Linked DNA regions of Pan troglodytes: regions 2 and 3 are each linked to region 1. Evidence: chromatin contacts called from public Hi-C data. All regions are on one chromosome and are shown on one strand. The core of a region is the stretch at or near the end of the contact, and the rest is flanking DNA. Distances in the headings are between cores, read along the strand shown. Region 1 has its middle 62 kb from the start of TRNAA-AGC. Region 2 overlaps FOXN3 (forkhead box N3). Region 3 overlaps FOXN3 (forkhead box N3).

Evidence for each region. Hi-C and Micro-C count contacts between places; a contact is called where the count stands out from the background.
Region 2: a Hi-C map of stem cell-derived neural progenitor cells shows a contact between it and region 1, with 5 times the contacts expected there. The contact joins two enhancer-like sites. A contact is called at or near these places in 1 of 7 Hi-C or Micro-C datasets (stem cell-derived neural progenitor cells) and 1 of 1 datasets of contacts at active chromatin or transcription factors (stem cell-derived excitatory neurons).
Region 3: a contact with region 1 is called in a Hi-C map of induced pluripotent stem cells, with 2.7 times the contacts expected there. The contact joins two enhancer-like sites. A contact is called at or near these places in 2 of 7 Hi-C or Micro-C datasets (induced pluripotent stem cells and stem cell-derived neural progenitor cells) and 1 of 1 datasets of contacts at active chromatin or transcription factors (stem cell-derived excitatory neurons).

What each region holds. Positions count from the first base shown.
Region 1 is chr15:87,046,576-87,050,984 of NHGRI_mPanTro3-v2.0_pri, reverse strand. No RefSeq gene overlaps it. Among named protein-coding and RNA genes, the nearest start is that of TRNAA-AGC, 62 kb to the right of the region's middle. Within about 2 kb of position 2,329, at least 15 of the 24 cell types and tissues checked have an H3K27ac peak or open chromatin away from gene starts, as enhancers often do. A contact at or near this core is called in induced pluripotent stem cells and stem cell-derived neural progenitor cells, where this site is marked.
Region 2 is chr15:87,433,789-87,438,197 of NHGRI_mPanTro3-v2.0_pri, reverse strand. All of the region lies in intron 2 of FOXN3 (forkhead box N3), which reads left to right. Among named protein-coding and RNA genes, the nearest start is that of FOXN3, 190 kb to the left of the region's middle. Within about 2 kb of position 1,732, at least 14 of the 24 cell types and tissues checked have an H3K27ac peak or open chromatin away from gene starts, as enhancers often do. A contact at or near this core is called in stem cell-derived neural progenitor cells, where this site is marked.
Region 3 is chr15:87,412,446-87,416,854 of NHGRI_mPanTro3-v2.0_pri, reverse strand. All of the region lies in intron 3 of FOXN3 (forkhead box N3), which reads left to right. It overlaps LOC107968230 (a long non-coding RNA gene), which reads right to left. Exons shown (of 4, transcript XR_002939318.3): 4 at 216-408. Among named protein-coding and RNA genes, the nearest start is that of FOXN3, 210 kb to the left of the region's middle. Within about 2 kb of position 2,399, at least 2 of the 24 cell types and tissues checked have an H3K27ac peak or open chromatin away from gene starts, as enhancers often do. A contact at or near this core is called in induced pluripotent stem cells, where this site is marked.

The sequences.
Region 1 (4,409 bases), core at 1,080-3,579:
CCAATTAGCACAAATATAGTGCCTTAAATCAACACAAATTTATTATCTTACAGTTCTGGAGGTGAGAAGTCTAAAATTAGTTTCACTTGGCTAAAGTCAAGGTATAGGCAGTACTGCATTTCTCCTGGAGGTGCCACAGGAGAATATGCTTCTTACCTCTTCCAGCTTAGAGGCTGCCAACAATCCTTGGCTTGTGGCCCCGTCCTCCATCTTCAAAGCCAGTTGCACAGCATCTTCAAATCTGCTTCCATTATCACATTGACTTTTCCTTATATAAGAACCTTTGTCAATGATTAAGCCCATCAGATAATCCAGGATAGTCTCTCCATCTCAAAATCCTTAATTTGCCAAGAGCAGTAGTGCATCCCAGTAGTCCTAGCTACTCAGGAGGCTGAGGCAGGAGGATTGCTTGAGTCCAGGAGTTTGAGACTGTAGTGTGCTGTGATAATGTCTATGAACAGCCGCTGCATTCCAGCCGAGGCAACATAGCAAGACCCTGTCACTAAAATAAGAAAAAAAGAATCCTTAATTCAATCACATCTGCAAAATCCTTTTTGCCATATAGGGTAATATTCACAGGTTCCAGGGATTAGGATGTGGACATCTTTGGGGTTCATTATTCAGCCTCCCATACTCAGCATACATTGGATTAAACCGTATACATTGGGTTTGTAGGTCAAAAAAGGTTCAATATTGGCGATTCCATGTGATTCCACCTAAGGGTTCTCAATATATAGGAGTTACTATTAATACCAATAACAAAAGAGGAGATAATTTTACCATAAACTGCCAGCTCTGGGCCTGTCCCTGTTGTCTGAGGAACAGTGTTTTGGGCAATTTCACCTGACTGTCTGTGTTTGCTGAGCCCTGGGTTTTTAGTACTTCCTGTACTTTAGTACGTCCTGTACCTTAGTACTTCCTGTGTCACTACCCTGGAAGCATAGGTAGGTTCCTCCCCAAGGCCATTTGCCTCTCTACTATCCTGGAAGAAGCCTGCTAAAGAACTGCAGAAAGAGACCCTCCCTTCTGCCCAGCTGCAGGGCTCTGTACTCCATAGCATCAACACTGTTGAGGAAAAAGCAGCTCCCAAAACCTTCCGTGTTGCAAATGTGTTTGGTGCAGTAAAAAGTCTGTGGCACTGACGCACTGTGCCATATTAAAGCCTGAAGCCAAAGGAAAAATAAAAATCAGTGATATTGAGCTTCTCTTTATTTAAAATCTGATTTTTTTTTTACCATGGTTATTTTACATTTATTTTGACTTTTAAAAAATATTGCATTAAACTATTATTTATCCTGGCTACTAAGTTTTTTGGCATTCCCTTAAATTTTGCACCCAAGATTTCATTCACCTCACCCTAATTCCCAACCTGGTCTGTGAGTTGGTATTTGCAGCTATTCTGTCTGATTGATGATAGTTTTGGAGGGACACTCCCGGCAAAAGTTCAAACTTTATCTGTAGAGGAAAACAAGGTGGTTAGGATTTACCGAAGTAATGAGAAGGAAAGTCACCCTCAACCTCTAAAATACCCCTTTTCCGAGTGACTCTCTTGGCTGCCAATTGCCTTCTCCAAGTGAAAAAGAATAAACTAATTTCATACCTATTCAGTCCAATAAAGCTCATTGTCCTACCTCCACCTCCAGTGATAACAGACAGGAACAGTTCATTTTCCATTGCTAAGCAACGGCAAAAACAGCGCCCGGCATCTGTGCCCGGCCTCACCGGCTGATAGGGATCACTGTCTAAAGTTCTTGTTTGCATTTTGAAGTCAACAATAATTGCGGTTCTCTATTAGTGTTCATTAAGATGGTTTATGGCTGGACTAACTCCAATCTCCACTCAGCGGTTTGAATGCGTTGTCCTCCCAGGGAAAGAAATATTTGGCAATAAAAACCTTGCGTTTATTTCCTTCCCTCATTTCCCCTTGCTGGGCTGGGAAACGATGGTCACCATCCGCAGTTCCATGGCCGGGGAGAACAAGGCGCCTGTTGAAGGTTGTGGAAGAGAGGGGTGGAGAGGAAGCCTCTGCCCTCCTGGAGCTGGCTTCCTTCCACTCCACGCTGAAAGTAGGCCAGTGGAGCAGAAGTCTGCTGGGGGAAGTGAGCTCTTGCTGTTCACTGGGGCGGAGAGCACTACCCTATTTTCCCAACGCCAGCCCTCAAGTGTGGAAAGAACCTTCCCAGCCTCTTTCCACGAACTCAGCGCCAGGGAGAAGCACTGCCCTGGGACGTGATCGGCTCCTGCCTCCCTGGCCCGGGACTGGGTCAAACAGTGGCCTCAGTGTGATGGCAGAAAGTTCCAGGCAGCTTGAAAGGGCCGCCCTTGGATGCAATTCCCAGGTGTTGACTCACCCGCGGCGGCTGAAAGGCTGCCAGCCCCGGCCAGCAGCAGGCCGGCACCTTTACGCAACCTCTCCTCATCCCCAGCTCTGAAAATACAACCAGAAAGCAGCCTAAAGCAAGTCATAAGGATGTCGTTCTCCCTTTTAGACCCCATTCCAAGACACCCTTCCACGCTCGGCGCTTTTCAGAGCAAGCGTGGCCTGGCCGTCATGGTCCTCTCCTCGCTGGAGAGAATTTTAGGGCCATCCTGGAAAACAAGCCCGCTGGCGCCCCCTAGTGTGCCCGGGAGCCAACGCCATTCCAATTTGTGTTTCGGGGAGGCCGGGCTAGGTGAGTGGGGTTGGAGAATCGAATCCAAGGAATCAGGGCAGGAAAGTTTAATTCCATGAGGTCTGGGGCAGGTAACAGAAAATCACACTTACAGTCCTGACTCCGTTTATGACTCAAGAAATTGCTGTTCTTAACTTCTCTCTCGTGCTTTCCTCTGACTCAAATCTCTCCTGCCTGGTTGCTGGAGAGCAATAGGATCTTGGTGCCTCTGTTACTGAGGGAAACTGAAGACCAAGTAGTCGAAATACCTTAACCTTATTAAGAAGTTATAGAATGACCCTGTCTTGGGGTTGGTATGTGCAGAAGCTTAATCATCAGAAATCAAGAAACTGTAAGTCCAAGATCATTTGCTTTGCTACTGTTGCTAAAACGTCTTCACCCTTCTGTTGAGTACAGAGACACCCTACGGCAATGATTCCCAAGCAACTGGAAGGTTAAGAAGATCTTAACAGCAAGTTCCTTGTATCCTGGTAATTCTGTAGTTCTTTCTCTTTCCTTCTTCATTTTCTCTGAATAGCAAGGAAGAGAGAGTTCAGGTAAATGTGGGGGAAAAAAATCTTTTGTCAGGATAAGCCAGGGCAGGATGGGTGCTGGAGTATGATGGGGGTATCGAGAGCCATGGAAATCTTTAAAAGAATTGGCCACCACCTGCCTAGGATAACTAGGAGGTTTGCCTACATAAAAGCTTGGGCGCTTGACCAAATGGTCACTTGAAGAATCTTCCCAAGTGGCTGGGTGCGGTGGCTCATGCCTGTAATCCTAGCACTTTGGGAGGCCAAGGCGGGCAGATCACCTGAGGTCAGAAGTTCAAGACCAGCCTGACCAACGTGGAGAAACCCCATATCTACTAAAAATACAAAAATTAGCTGGGTGTGGTGGCACACACCTGTAATCCCAGCTACTCAGGAGGCTGAGGCGGGAGAATCGCTTCAACCCAGGAGGCAGAGGTTGCAGTAAGCCGAGATCATGCCACTGTGCTCCAGATTGGGTGACAGCATGAGACTCCGTCTCAAAAAAAAAAAAAAAAAAAAAAAAGGAATCTTCCCAAGTTGATTATCTTGATTAAACTGTCAAGAATAGGGATGGCAAATAAGTTTCACATTCCATACCAACCTTAGTCAACTGAAAAGCCCAAAGCATAGTATTGAGAGTGTTCCTGAAAGTTCAATTTGAGGCAAAGCATCTTGATTGATTTGTAATGTCTGCCATGAGCACACAACAGATGGGTGGTGGCATAAATACAGCTAGGCAGGAAGATAAAAGAGGGTATTACATGCCAGAAAGCCACACCATCGTGCCCTTTTCTTTCTTTTTTTGTTGCTTGTTTGTTTGAGAAAAGTTCTTACTCTGTGAGGCTGGAGTGCAGTAGTGTGATCATAGCTTACTGTGGCCTTGAACTCCTGGGCTTAATTGATCCTCCTGCCTGAGCCTACAGAGTAGCTGGAACTACAGGTGTGTGCCCACCATACTGAGCGAATTTTTTACGTTTTGTAGAGACAAGGTCTCACTATGTTGCCCAGGCTGGTATCAAACTCCTGCGCTCAAGTGATCCTCCTGCCTGAGCCTCCTAAAGTGCTGGGATTACAGGTGAGAACCACTGCACTCGGCCCCCATTGTGCCTTTTGATGCTACTGTTTGATAATTCTTGTATTTGAGGACTGTACTGACAGTGTGGCTTTTCCAACTTCCTGTATTAGGGTTGAGGGAACTTACTTTTCCCATCTTCCCCTTTCTTTT
Region 2 (4,409 bases), core at 483-2,982, 390 kb before region 1:
GGAAGTACTTATTTGGGCCTTTTAAAAATAAAAAAATCAATTAAACAGATTTGAAACTCTTAACTCTCACGTTGTCTTCAAAATAGATACTAAGATTAAAGAAAAAAGAAGGCTTGAAAATCATAGGACTACTTATCCACCCAGTCATAATGCTTTTAGTAGCTACAGTAGTAGCAAATAGCACAGTTTATAAAAACAGAAGAGCTAAAATTCTTTATTTAATATTAAACAGGAAACCGAAAGTAGTCTGCAGCAATGTGGTGGGTTTTCAGCAACCTGCTGCTGTGTTTATCTGTGCTGAAAAAGCCTAAATGAAACATTTCTTCTTTGATTGGCTTAAGATTGGAAGTTTGAAGGAAAATCCTTCAAACTGGAATCATGACCACTGGAAGCAGGTTCTGTATGGTAAGGTTTTGAAGCAACCTGTTTCCACCAGAACCAAAGGAAATTTGGAAGGAAATCAAAAACCTCTCAAAGAGTGGAAAAAGCTTTGTACTTTTATTTTGCCTTTGTGCATTGTTGTCATTTATCCAACATGTGCATATGAATATTCTTTCTGAAGACCTGGGCTTCATTTTAAGGTCAGCCTTCAATTTCTACAGAATATAATTTGCTGCTATTTTTAGAGCATCATGATTGCTTGTAATAACTAATGGAAAAAAACTCAGAGAAATAAATGTGTAACAGCTGTGTCTGCTTAAACTTGATTAAAGGCAGTAAAAAAAAGTAAACAGAAGAACGAATGTGACAATAGACAAGGGGGAGACAAGTATCTCTCTCATTGTGAAAACTTTTACAGGCATAACTTGTTCCACTTTGGAAGGCCAGCGATGTCTGTGTTTAAAGTTTACTTTACTGTTTGTCTTGAGTGGGATCAGTGTTGTAGTGAATAATTTATAGCCAGCATGAATGAGCTCATTAGTCACCTTTTCAGACTTTAAATGAGTTTTGTGGTTGTCATTACTCGAGCCTTCTGTTCAGCCGCGGAGCAAAATGACAGTTTGGCAGTTGTTGCTGGGGCCGCCTGTTCCCCTTCAGGTCTGTGTTGGCTTTTGTATTTCATTGAATCCTTCCCTGGCTAACCCTTCGCTGGTCCAGGCAGCAACTCTCCCACTTCACATGCCTTTTGCACCCCAAGTTTAAATGAGAAGTTTTTCAGGCTTAAAAAAAAAAAAATCAGTTGTGTCTGCCAGAGAGAATGGGGGAATGAGGTGGATGAAATGAGCTTTTTCCAGCAATTCCTGGGTATGATTCCCTTTGTGCTTGGTTTGATATTCAAGCTACTCAAAAGCAAAAAGCAAGCCGGTGCGTTGAGAGGCAGCGGAGCCAGGCTCCCACACGGTGCCAGGCGTTTTAGACCGAGGATGTCACTGGAATTTGGAGGGAGAAGGATGTTTCAGGGTAGGTTTGAACTGTTTCAATTCTGAATATCAGTGTGATGAGGGTAAAGAAACTTGCTACAGCAAATAAATCTGCGAGGCCAGATTTCCACGGACAAAGAAAACTGCATTGTTTCTACAAAGGGGTTGACAGCATGACTTTTCAAGGTCGCAGCCAACACGGAGGTCCAGGATCACTGGGAATGGTCATTACCTCTTCCCCATCTCTGTGCCTCCCAACTCCAAATCATTAAGAGAAAGCGAACTGTTGCAGCTGCCTCCTCACTGAGCCCTTGGAGACATGCCTGGGAGGCTGGTATGTGGGGAAGACAAGCCTAGGCATGCCAGTAGCAGGTGGGATTTCTTTGGAACGGATGTCATGAAGTTCATCCCTCCCATTGAACCTGGCCTGGGCAGCCTCCGGAGAGCTCTGCCATTCACTCCCTGGGACTGGCCTCCATCCAGAAGTCCCGGACACCGTGGCATGCCCACCTTGGTCCTCAGGTAGCCTCTGCAGGCACTCGTGGGGCGTGGAGGCCTGCGCAGGGTGCCTTGGCCAGGTGCTTGGACCCCTGCGCTGAGGTCTCTCTGACGTCTGCTGCGAGCAACAGGCACTCATGGCTGCCGTCACCAACGTGGGCAGCACCCCCTTCCGGGACCCATATTGTTAGACAGCTGGCCTGGCGCTGTGTGAGGCATAGAGGAAACATGTTCAGGATTCCTCTCTGGAAGCAATGCCAACTTAAAAAGGACGCCTGGTTGTTTGGGGGCCAAATCTTTGAAACCAGTCAGAATCACGTCTTTGAGTGCAGAGAAGTGAGGTGCTGTTGAACATACCCACAGAAAGAGCTAGCAATTCACCTGCCTGCTTCCTTTCCAGCCCCGACCCTTTTAAGATTGAGTACTCACATGCAGTCACGTCTCACAATTTCTGGACACCTTTTGCCTGCACCTCAACCTCAATATTAAAGGCACAAGATACACTATTTTGGGAAGGAGTGAGGATTTCAAAACAGAAAGGGTTGGTGAACTTGACTAGCCAATGAAAAGAGACTTCAGGTTTGGCTGTTGTAATAAGTGGAATAAATTGCTAATCTCCAAAAAAGAACTTTGTGCTGCAGGGAAATATGTTAGTAATCATTTAATCTATATTCTGTTTCTCAGGGAGTTCATCAAATTCGGAGCTCTTACTTTGTTTTAAAAAGACTATCGTAGAGAGAAGAATCAATTGTTTTCTTTCACACCCCTCTGAAAAAGTAAAACGAGAGAAGTTATTTCTTGGCGTGGATAAGACTTTGGCAGACTTAGCCACCGAAACCCACGAGACTATGGTACTTGGTGTACTCACTAAAGAGAGGAAAACAATAAAATCTCTTAAAAACTTTGGAGGAGGAAAATGTTGATGAGGCTACTTTTCTCTGACTGATCTGTAGAGTTAATAGGTGCCAGCTTGAGAGAGGGATAAAAAGGAGACTTTTTTTTTTCCTGTTAAGTGATCAATATTTTTTATTACCACTGTGCCATGTGCTATGAGCAGAAGAGAAAACAGAGTCCCTTGCCCCTCAAGGCACTTACACTCTGTTGGTGACGTTCAGTATCTAGTTGATTTATTTTTTTATTACAAAGATACACCATACTTTGTTGATTATGACATAGAAGTTGAACTTTGAGTTTTTGCAAGTAGTGCCTTTTCATTCAGTTAAAAAGTCCTGGCCGGGCACGGTGGCTCACTCCTGTAATCCCAGCACTTTGGAAGGCCGAGGCAGGTGGATCACGAGGTCTAGGAGCTGGAGACCAGCCTGGCCAAGATGGTGAAACCCCATCTCTACTAAGAATACAAAAAAAAAAAAAAAAAAAAAAAATTAGCCGGGCGCAGTGGTGGAGGCCTGTAATCCCACATACTTGGGATGCTGAGGCAGGAGAATCGCTTGAACCCAGGAGGCGGAGGTTGCAGTGAGCCAAGATCGCACCACTGCACTCTAGTCTGGGCAACAGAGCAAGACTCCATCTCAAAAAAAAAAAAAAAAAAAAGTCCCCTTTTCCTTCCTCCTCTTGTGTTTTTTTTCTTCTTTTTCTTTTTCTTTTTTTTTTTTGAGACAGAGGCTCACTCTGTCGACCAGGCTGGAGTGCAGTGGCACGATATCAGCTCACTGCAACCTCCACCTCCCTGGTTCAAGCATTTCTCCTGCCTCAGCCTCCCAAGTAACTGAGAGTACAGGAACCCACCACTGCGCCTGGCTAATTTTTGTATTTTTAGTAACAGGGTTTCACCATGTTGGCCAGGCTGGTCTTGAACTCCTGACCTCAAGTGATCCACCCGCCTCGGTTTCTCAAAGTGCTGGGATTACAGGCATGAGCCACTGCGCCCGGCCCTCCTCTTCTATTTCTTGGTCACAATTTTTTCTCCCTTGTGCCCCACTGGTCCTGTCCTTCATGTCCTAGGCCCCTGAGAGGTTCTCTAAGAAGCCAGATGTTCTGAAGCTTTCCCAAACTCACTGTGTGGGTTCAATTCCCAGCCCCATCATTTACCAGCTGTGTGTTATGAGCAAGTGGCCAAACTTCTCTGTGCCTCAGAATCTCTGTTGATAAAATGGGGATAATAATAGTACCTACTTCACATGATTAATGTGAGGCTGAAATGAGTGAATATTTTCAGAGCTTTAGAACACTGTCTGGCATCCAGTTAAGTGCTATTTCGGTGTTTGTTAAATGCAGTCAGTCCTCATCATTGGTAGTTTTTGTATTTGCGAATTCACCCTCTTGCTAAAATTTACCTGTAATCTCAAAATCAGTACTCCTGCCCGGGCATGGTGGCTCACGCCTTCCCAGCACTTTGGGAGGCCGAGGCGGGTGGGTCACCTGAGGTCAGGAGTTCTAGACCAGCCTGGCCAACATGGTGAAACCCTGTCTCTACTAAAAATACAAAAAATTAGCTGGGCGTGATGGTGGGCGCCTGTAATCCCAGCTACTCAGGAGGCTAAGGCAGGGAGAATCACTTGAACCTGGGAGGCAGAGATTGCAATGAGCTGA
Region 3 (4,409 bases), core at 1,150-3,649, 370 kb before region 1:
TTCCACACTGAGAACGTGGAGAAGAAAGTGCTGCTTAGGTCCCCCAAAGCCTCACAGCAGTGATAAAGCAACAAACAGGGCGTTTAGTTTGGTGTAAAACGAGTCTGCAAGTTCCTGCATGCTTGAATCTTCGTGTTTGACATAATGCCGGTGCACATAGAAGTAATTTAGCAAATGCACACTCTGAAATGTTAGAAAAGACCAACGCCAAGGCGTGCAGCGAGACTTGGGAACATTATTCATCAGTCAGCCTTGGGAGTGACAAGTGGGTGTTGGATGCCCTGTGTTGAGGCACACTGGGAGGAGCTGTTCTCCCGCCATGCGACCCCCCCCTCCCCCACCGCTGGATTCTGGGAGTCATGTTTTCCAGGGATGAAGATCGTCAATCCGGATACATTCAGGTATCACCTGTTGAAAGAGAATGGTTTTAAAGACTTGAGATTGTTAATGTTATGAAACATTCAGTTCTGGCTTCCCAGCCATCCTGACCTGTGTTGACATGTTTCTGATCAAATGCCAGTCAGTTTTGTGGTTGGGAGTTTGTTCCCAGCATTTGCGATTCTGTGAGAACAAAGCAAGAGGTGTGAGTTTTTCCACTTTTCTCCTCTTTCTTGGGTTCCCCCAGGCCAGCTGCTGGCTGCTGTGAGAGGTGCAGGCTCCCAGGTATGCTCAGGTACACCCAGGTCCTTCCAGGGCATTGACCTGGCCCAGTCACTTGGGGTATGCTACTATGGCATTCTCCCTGATACTCTGCCCAGTGAAAGCTCCTTTAGCTCTATGGGTAAACTTGTTTTTTCCTATGAGATTTTATTTGGCGGGAGCTCCCACACTGAAGTTGCCTTCAACACAGTGACTAAAATGCACCTGAAGGTTGGTGAGAAATACCTTAAATTGAACGAGAACATTGAAACCTTGCAAGTTGTATGCAGTGAATTAGCTATTCCACTTTTAATTTTCTTCTGAAAGTGAAGAATACGGTTAGGTTTGACGTAGCAGTGAAAATGTGGAATCCTGTGTGATCCCTGTCCCTGAGGGCTTGGAACACATACCCTGCTGGACAACTGTTTGGCTGGGATGTTGGGGAGGGAACATACTAGATTACATCACCTGTGGCACTTAAAAAACAATTCCCAGCTGGGCACGGTGACTCACACCTGTAATCCCAGCACTTTGGGAGGCCAAGGCGGGAGGATTGCTTGAGTGCAGGAGTTTGAGACCAGCCTGGGCAACATGGTGAAACCCTGTCTCTACAAAAAATACAAAAATAATTGGCTGAGCATGATGGCATACTCCTGTAGTCCCAGCTACTCGGGAGGCTGAGATGGAAGGATGGCGTGAGCCCGGGAGGTGGAGGTTGCAGTGAGCCGAGATACAGCCTAGGTGACAGAGCCAGACCCTGTCTCAAAAAAAAAAAAAAAATTCCCATTTTCTTGGGCCCCTTTCTGGAGATTGTGATTCATTAGGTGTGAGGTGGGTTGGGGAAAACTGGTAGTTCTGCTAAGCTTCCTAGGTGTTTCCAGCATGGAGCCAGGTTTGAGAATCCCTGAACTAGGTGCCCTCTTGAGGTCTTTCCAGTTGCTGAGATTTCATCAAGAGCATGTTCTCATGAATGAGTCAGTCAAGGCAAAAGAGACAGCTTGGCTTTCGTTTTATCTCTTAAAGGACTTCAAAAGATAAGAGTTTTATTTTTATTTTTGAATCACGGAAATTTTCAAACATACACAGAACTAGAATCGTATAATGACTTGATATACCCCCATAACACACATCCTGATTCAGTAGTTGACAAAGGTTTGTCACACTTATTTTATTTATTCTTTTTTGTTGTCGCTGTTTTTGAAGTTGTTTTTCGGTTTTTTGTTTTGAGACAGGGTTTCACTCTGTTGACCAGGCTGGAGCGCAGTGGCATAATCATGGCTCATTGCAGCCTCAGACTCCCAGGCTCAAGCCTTCGCCTTAGCCTCCGAAGGGGGGACTACAAGTACATACCACCATGCCTGGCTAATTTTTTTTTTTTTGTATTTTTCATAGAAACGGGGTTTCGCCATGTTGCCCTGGCTGGTCCCAAATTCCTGGCCTCAAGCAATCCTCCTGCCGCAGCCTCCCAAAATGCTGTGGATTATAGGCATGAGTCACTGCACCCAGCCTTGCTGAAGTATTTTGAAGCAAATGACATTTACAATTCAAACATTTCGGTATACATAAGAATAATTGACAGTTTCTTACATAACAACCATGCTAAAGTCCCCCCTAACAAAATGAACAATTATTTGGTGTTGCCTAATGCCAGGTCCATATTCAGATATCCCTGTTTACAAAATGTTTGTTTGAATTAGGGTCCAAATGTGGTTCCTGCAGTGCCTTTTGTGATGTTTCCTGTCTGTGTCAGTCTGCAGCACTCCTATGCCCTCTTACCGTTTTCATTCCCTTCCCTGTTAAAAGAGACCCATGGCTTACACTATAGAGTACTTGCATTCTGTTTACTTCCTTGTGATTTTGCGTAACTTGCTTCTCTCTCTCCATTTCCTGTCAAATGGAAGGAAGTACGAACGTCTGGGTCACATTCTGGATATATCACTTCCAGAAGCCTGGTCATCCCCCTCTTGGGGAAGCTGAGATTGAGCCATGGGTTCACATGAGGTCACTGTTCCCTACTCTGTAAAATTCCTCATTAGTGGTTTTTTTTTTTTTTCATTTCGTCTATGGATGATCTGTGCCTAAATCAATTAAGGTAGAGTTTTAATGTCTGGGATTAAGTTTTACACTCCCTAAATACAGGTCTTACTTAGGAGTGTAAGATTAGCATGTACTAACCTCTCTGAGTACTTGTAAATGAGAAGTAGAATGCAGTTATTTTTTTCCAGACTGGATTATAAGGTATGTGTGTATTTCTATTTCTGTGCCTTTTTTTTTTTAACCTTTCCTCTTGCTACTTGAACAAAAAACATTGTCATCAAAGGGTTTATAAAGGAAACACTGTACAAAAGTATGTTTATTATATCCAGAGCTGAGTGCTTTAAATACAATTTTAGCTTATAAATATAGGCATGCTTGCTTTGTGCTTTCCATATGCAGTATCTGATTTCTTCCTCACTAAACCCTATGAAGTAGGCCCTATTATTTTCTTTCTTAAAATAGATGATGAGTTAAGCTCTGAGTGGTTAAGTAACTTGCTAGAAGTTGCACAGCTAGTAAGTGCAGAACTTACTAGGAACCTAATTGGAAGGAACCTAATTCCTTCCAACTTTTAAAAAATTATTTATTTAATTTATTTTTGAGACAGGGTCTCTCTGTCACACAGGCTGGAGTACACTGGCGTGATCATAGCTCACTGCACCCTTGAACTCCTGGGCTCAAGTGATCCTCCTGCCTCAGCCTCCCAAGTAGCTGAGAATACAGGTGCATGCCACCACATCCAGCTAATTTCAAGATTTTTTTTTTTTGTAGGGCTGCGCACTGTGGCTCATACCTGTAATTCCAGCACTTTGGGAGGCCGAGGCAAGCAAATGACTTGAGCCCAGGAGTTTGAGACCAGCCTAGGCAACATGATGAAACTGCATCTCTGCAAAAGATAAAAAAATTAGCTGGGCATTGTGGCACGCACCTGTAGTCCCGGCTACTCAGGAGGCTGAGTTGGGAAGATCGCCTAGTGACAGAGCTAGATCCTGTCTCCAAAAATAATATATTTTTAGTAAAGGTGGGGTCTTGCTGTGTCGCCCAGTCTGGTCTTGAACTCCTGTCCTCAAGTAATCCTCCCAATTGTGAGCCACCATGCTTGGCCCGATTCCCTCCAATTCTGAAGGGCATGTGCTTACCCCTGGTGCTTGCCTAGGCCTTCTCAGTATAGCAGACATTGTAGATGATCTCTCTGTGCTTCCTTTAAATATCCTGTGAATATGGGTTATAGGGGATTGAAATAACCCAAATAAACCCAGAATTAACTCTGGGGGCACAGGATAGAGAAAGGCAAATAAAGAGTATATTTTTGTACCGTTGAGATGGGGCTCAATTGTCAGCACATGTAAAGTTCTTGCATCTGCACAGAGCACACAACTGTCTGCTCAGCTTCCGGTTTCCAGGCTCCATCCTGAGCCCCCTGCCTCATAGGACCCCTTCAGTGGCATCAGAGCCAAGTGAGGAAGCTTTTCTCCCTGCGTGTACACTGTTGATACAAATTGTCTCTAATTTGCTGTTCTCTTCACGTTTGCTCTCAGTAGATGAGATCCTTTTTCAAAGGCAGTTTTGAAAATGAGGTTGCACCCAGGTGTGGTGGCTCACGTCTGTAATCCCACACTTTGGGAGGCCAAGACGGGGGCATCATTTGAGGCCAGGAGTTCAAGACCAGCCTGGCCATCATGGTGAAACCCTGTCTCTACTAAAAATACAAAAAGTAGCCGGGCCTGGTGGCG